2 separate regions of the Danio rerio genome follow, and region 2 is linked to region 1. Evidence: chromatin contacts called from public Hi-C data. All regions are on one chromosome and are shown on one strand. Each heading gives the region's core, a stretch centred on a gene start, on an enhancer-like site or on the middle of the called end of the contact. The rest is flanking DNA. Distances are from core to core; before and after follow the strand shown. Region 1 has its middle 4.2 kb from the start of mir125b-3. Region 2 has its middle 77 kb from the start of usp25.

Region 1 (3,040 bases), core at 18-2,517:
AACACCCTACTCTCTCAGAAGTAAAGGTACACGAGCTGTCACAGGGGTGGTACCTTTTCAAAAAGTACAGATTTGTACCTAAAAGATCCATATTAATATTCAGATCCATATCTACCTCAATATATCCATATCTGGAAGGTGCATATTAGTACCTAAAAAGTTCATAAGTGTTCCTCTTCAAATTTTTAGGTACTAATGTATACTTTTGAGTTACCAATATGTATCTGTTAAGTACAAATGTGTACTTTTTGAAAAGGTACCACTCCAGTTACAGCTCCCATACCTTTATTTCTGAGAGTGTAGCAACCATCAAAAACACTTCAGCAGTGACCCAGATACCCTTACAACCTCCTAAATGTCTTAGCGACAATTACCCAAATTACTCCACCAATGCCCCAGCGACCAACCAGAAAACCTCAGCAATGCCCTAGCAACAGCTCAGAACACATTAGCAAGAGTGTAGCCAGATTCCGCCATGGTCCAGATGAGTTCTGCGCAGCATAGTCATATTTTGATCTCAATATGAGTGTAGCTTCATAAGGTTTGGTTGTGATTGAAGAGATTCATGCCTTTGGAGTCTCATTTTGTATCATGTTAATGAGGCAACGTGCTTTGTCTTGATTCATCATCCAGAGTATAAGAAATAAGAGCTTTCTAAGCATGTCTGAAGGCTTGTAATGTCACCGTTTAATTAGAGACGGATGTGGAACTCAGTATGCTCCTCTTTGTGCAGCCTTTTTTGGTGTTTTCGACGCTGTCTGGCGTTCTTTGTGCCTTGTTCGTTTGTCTGTGTGTGTGCTGTCTGGTACTGTGTGGTGACAGCGCTCTGCTGATGGCCTTTCTGTCTCTCTTTCTGTGTGTGTGTGTGTCTATGTGTGTGTGTTGATTGATCACCATCATTCCGTTTCAGTCTCTGCTGATCTCACCAACCTTCCCCACACACACACACACACACACTTCTCCATCCTACAGCATGATACGGCTTGAACCCGTTCACTCTTATCGACAAACCTGTGTTCAGACACTGCCCGATCCAACGGCAGTTAAAAACACTGAGTCCATGTGGATTTGTGAACTCTCACGCTTTATGCATGCATGAGTCTGTGTGTGTGTGTGTGTGTGTGTTTGGAGCTCTGCATTGCAGTAGAACAGACGTGGTGAGTTTGTGCATTAAGCATCGTAATCAATGATGTGTGCGGTGGGCAGTCGGCACCCAGCACCCCTCTATGACAGGGTCACGACTCTCACACACCCCCCAGCGCAGGCACAGGGGTCAGAGGTCATTCAGGGCCACTGCCAGACTGATAAAGATGCGTCTGGTGCTCAGAGAGACACAATGGGCGTGAAATTCTCATTTAATACTTATCAGTTTTTAGCAGCGCATACGGTTTTATCGCTAATGACCTGCGTGTGTTTGTTGGACTTGATGGATGAAACATAGCATGAGGGTAACGTAGAATTTGTCGATTACGTTCATGCATGATTTATGTAGATATGTATTCTGCTCATGTCTTACGAGATCCATTATGTTTCGTTGACGCTGAGAACTTTTAATAAGTTGCATCGTTTTTTCATTGTTTTCCTAACCGTGTATTTTGTTTCATGTCGTTTTAAATTGCTATTATTATTATTATTTTTATTATATAAATTATTTTTATTTATTTTACAAATTTATTTAGATGTTTTTGTTTCATCATCTGAGTTTACGTGGCCTTCGTGTTTATTATTTGGTTTTATCTTTTTGTTGTCATCAATAACTTTGTTACAAAGGATGAATGAAAACAAAGGAAGCGACATTTTTAAATACACAGCCAAGACATTACGCCATAATAATATATGATTAAAATAACAAGCCATGGTCGACCCGAGCGCAAACAGACTTTGTCGTTTTCTTGATGAACAGCCACAAAGTCAAGAAGAATAGCAGACTCTACCCTGTGCCCCATTGTTGTTTTACGAGGTCATCTTAAAGTGCGAATCATTTGCGTTCGCGGCACGTTCACGTCTATATTTGAAATAAACGAACTTCTTGAGCTGATGAAAGTAACGTGTGCGTGATTATTAAAGTGGTGCTGACATCCTCTCAGAAACAGACAAGCGCGAGAGTGACGTGTGAAAAAACAAAGGTGGAAGCCGGAAAAAACAAAGGAGCAAATGATTCTTTTAGCAACCTAAAACATGAACAAACTGCCATGTTTATCATCACCTTTTGGACTATTATAAACTCAGAATGACGGAATTACTCTCTAACAGAGGTTCCATGTGCTTGTGAAGTTTAAAGACAGAGATGAGAGGTTTGCACTGACTGTGGGCTATATGTTGCGTGTTGTTTTTGAACCCAAACAAAGACTAAATGCATGCTGTGTGTAGTTTTTTTGTAATTGGTAATATATCAGAGACTGTAAGGGGCTGTATGTGTTCATATATGCTGCATTTATTTATTTATTTTATATAATCACAGACGTATAACAACACGTGTATATATACATAATATATGTAGACGTACTGTGTATTTTTCATCATTAATAACTTTGTTTACCTCTTTGATTTGTTGAATATTGCCAGTTGTTTTGTTTGTTTCACTTGTTTTCTTGAACAATTGTATTAGTATATACAGTGCTCAGCAAAAATGAGTGCACCCCATTTTGAAAATGAATATTTTTATCCATTACTTAGTGAATGTAGGTCATATATTTCACAAAACAGATTTATAAAACAGAAATATATATAAAATATTATTTTAGTCACCGAATATCTTTAGAGACACATTTAATACATTTAAATTCATGCAAAATATAGAAAAAAATACAAACTTCAAAAAGTTTTGTATGAGCCTTTTTACATGACGATAAAGTAGAAAACGGAAGTCGTCGATTAAGTTCGTGCGCGATTTATGTAGAAATGTATTTTGCTCGTGTCTCACAAGACCCAATACGCTTTGTTCACGTTGCAGACGTTCAACCAGTTGCATGAGGTTGTTTGCGTCGTTTTTTTTTTTTTTTACCATGTATTTTGTTTCGTGTCGTTTTAAATTGCTGTT
Region 2 (3,330 bases), core at 583-3,082, 110 kb before region 1:
GAGTTGAAAAAGCTTGTGCGAGCAAGACAGCCAACAAATCTAAGTCAGTTACACCAATTCTGTCAGGTGGACTGGGCCCTTCAAACTATTGTGAGAAGCTTGTGGAAGGATACCCAAAACATTTGCTCAAAGTTATACAATTTAGAAGCAAAGCTAAAAAAAACAAACAAACAAGGAAATGTATGTAAACTTTTGACTGTCTAGAAATTATTTTAAAATTCTCAAAAAAAAAAAAAGTCATTCTGGCATTTAGCAAATGTAAATCATTTGGGTAATCCTAACAGAACTAAAATATTAAAAGTTTAGTATGATTTACCATCAAACTTTTAAAAAAATGGTTATGTTCGTTCTTTTAGAGTATGTGTACACTTCTGTTTCATGAATGATTTGGATTCCTGTTGTTTTTTTGTTTTGTTTTTTATTCAGGACAACATGGATACAATTCCAAGAAGATGTCTTCAGAAACCTGAGAGCTAGCTTTCTAGGAATGGTTTTATTACAGTACATATCTACCAGTGCTGTGCACTCAGTGACCCATATTGGAGAGAAATCAGGTCAGTGGTGAAATGCACAGCAGTGCTTTATCACAAGATTAACCAAAGACTTGTTTGCAACACTGAAAGGAGTGAGGGAAATGACTGAAGGCACTAAATAACATTTCTTCTAGTATGTACATGAACCTCTTGCAGTTTTCAATGCATGTTTTTTTCTGTAGCATTTTTACAATGTAGATTGTGTCAAAGCAGTTTAACATAGAACATTATAATAAATTGAATGTGTCAGTTCAGTTTTCAGAGTTGAACTTCAGTTTAGTTCAGTTGAGTGTGTTTAATTTTCACTGCTAAAAGTCCAAACACTGAAGAGCAAATACATCAATGTGCAGCTTCAGAAGTCCCAAACCAAGCAAGCCAGTGACTACAGTGGCGAGGAACAAACTTCAAAGAAAGAAAGAAAAACTTGAGAGAAACCAGGCTTAGTTGGGCACAACTATTTCTCCTCTGGCCAAACTTCCTGTGCAGAGCTGCAGTCTATGCTCTGAAGAAAGCTGGACGTCCATCTTGGAGAAGCTGCAGGATCAATGCAAAGACTCATCTTATGCTCTCCGCTCATCCATGACCACCACAACATCTGCTCAGGATACAGCCTGGTCCAGGATTATAGATACCTTGGCATCATTTCTTCACAGGTAAATCGCATTAATGGTGCTGCGTAATCTCTAGAGGCCTCGGGAGGAGTATCGCGAGATGGAAGTAGAGAGTTGAGAAAATGATTAGCGTTAATATAGTTAGTTTTCTGTAAACCAGATCCAGCCTGAAAGCCCAACTGCTGCATTAATATGAAGGCAAGACTACAAATGTGCTGCTAAGTTGCTTTATTTTAAGTGTTATTGCTGATTGGCAAAAAAATATATATAAATTTTTATAAGTTAAATGAACTAAAGTAATAAGTAAAATAAAAAGCAGTACACAAAAAAAACTTACTTAATATTTGAAAAACTTTAATATATTGTTCACTTCAAGACTTCAACATTTAATATAAATATCCTGTAGTTTCCATGACTGAATATTTCTCCTTTTATCTGTATTGCGTTTCTGTCATAAAACGTGCTGAGAAATGATTAGCTAATAAAGTAAGTTTACTTCACACTCATCTGTTACTGTTACTAAAGCACATAAAAGAAAAAAAATAGTTAAACGTGAATATATCCTAGAATCAATGAACAGTTTTAGTCAAATGGGTTAATGGTCAACTTTTTGCTGTTGTTTATCGTGTAGAATTAAATCATTAGCAACGCACGTGATCTCAATTCGGCGCGAGATTGTGTTGTGGGAGCCCTGAAGACGTAATGGCGAACTTAAAGGTTTACGTCGAGCTGTTTGTGTATTTTGTGGATAATATTCAGGAGAAATGATGGGTGGTCTTGCCCTGACATGCCTATGATCATTTTGAAGCAGGTAATGACTAACATTTGTCGTTTGTTCAAATCGTATGAAACTAATCTTCCAAACAATTTGTTAGCTAAAGAGGCACTTTAATCAACATTTAAAGCCCAGCATTTCAAAATACACATATAACGTTATAGGTCATATAAATCGCATATAAATTACCATAAGGTCAAGTTATCTTTCAGTGATTAATAATATCAAGCCTGTTAAATCTGACATAAAAGAGATTGTAGATGGTTTGTTGGCGAATGTTGGTTTGCTAAGTCTTTTGTTAAATTTTACACTATTGTTCTTACTAGAACTTTATTTTAAGGGTTGAATGGCTGAATTTGAAATTATTTTACACAGAGAATTAAATTATTTTTACTTTTCTCAGTTGTGGAATTCATTTTAATAACTTAGCCCTAATAAATATAGACATTGTTCAAGAGCATCCATTTTAATGTTTTGGTCGAATTCAATTCAATTGTATACATGGATAGCATGTTAAAATGACACTGAGGTATCTAACGTTACTTAAATGATTTAAGCAGCTTTTGTTAAAATGCAATGTCAAAATATGCGTCAAATAATGTCTCATCATCTTTCACAGTAACTTAGACTACTTATTCTGATCTGTACTTGTATAAAAGAATATTTGGTTAGACAAGATTTTATTATTTTTTAAATTATTAAGCTTTTAAAGACAGTGAAGCATAAATATTTTAAATGTCACATTATTCTTTCATTGTAGTTAAAGATTATCCATAGCGATTCTAATTTTGAAATAAGCCTTGCATATTTGTTTGTTATATAAACTGATTTGTTGTATAACTTTTTTTGGGTAGCTTTTTAAAATTATGGAAATATACACTCACCGGCCACTTTATTAGGTACACCTTACTAGTCCCGGTTACACCGTTACACCAGCCTAAACTATTGATGCAAGGCAGGAGGGTTCCATTCTTTTATGTTGTTGATGGCAAATTCTGACTCCACCATCAGAATGTGGCAGCAGAAATACAGACTCATCAGACCAGGCAACTTTTTCTCCAATCTTCTATTGTGCAGTTTTAGTGAGCCTGTGTGAATTGTAGCCTCAGTTTCCTGTTCATAGCTAACAGGAGCGGCACCTGGTGTGGTCTTCTGCTGCTTTAGTCCACCCGCCTCAAGGTTGGACATGTTTTGCATTCAATGATGCTCTTCTGCAGACCTCGATTGTAACAAGTGCTTATTTAAGTTACTGTTATCTTTTTGTCAGCTGGAACCAGTCTGGCCATTCTCCTCCGATCTCTGGCATCAACAAGGCATTTGCACCCACAGAACTGCCACTTACTGAATATTTTCTTTTTTTCTGACCATTTTCTGTAAACATTTTACTGGGTAGCCTTTGAAACACATGGAA

The links. A called contact is a pair of places that touch in the nucleus more often than the background predicts.
Region 2: a Hi-C map of embryo shows a contact between it and region 1, with 1.8 times the contacts expected there. The contact joins two enhancer-like sites. A contact is called at or near these places in 2 of 18 Hi-C or Micro-C datasets (embryo and gastrula embryo).

Annotation. Positions count from the first base shown.
Region 1 is chr10:43,177,723-43,180,762 of GRCz12tu, reverse strand. No RefSeq gene overlaps it. Among named protein-coding and RNA genes, the nearest start is that of mir125b-3, 4.2 kb to the right of the region's middle. Within about 2 kb of position 1,267, at least 8 of the 62 cell types and tissues checked have an H3K27ac peak or open chromatin away from gene starts, as enhancers often do.
Region 2 is chr10:43,285,378-43,288,707 of GRCz12tu, reverse strand. No RefSeq gene overlaps it. Among named protein-coding and RNA genes, the nearest start is that of usp25, 77 kb to the left of the region's middle. Within about 2 kb of position 1,832, at least 3 of the 62 cell types and tissues checked have an H3K27ac peak or open chromatin away from gene starts, as enhancers often do.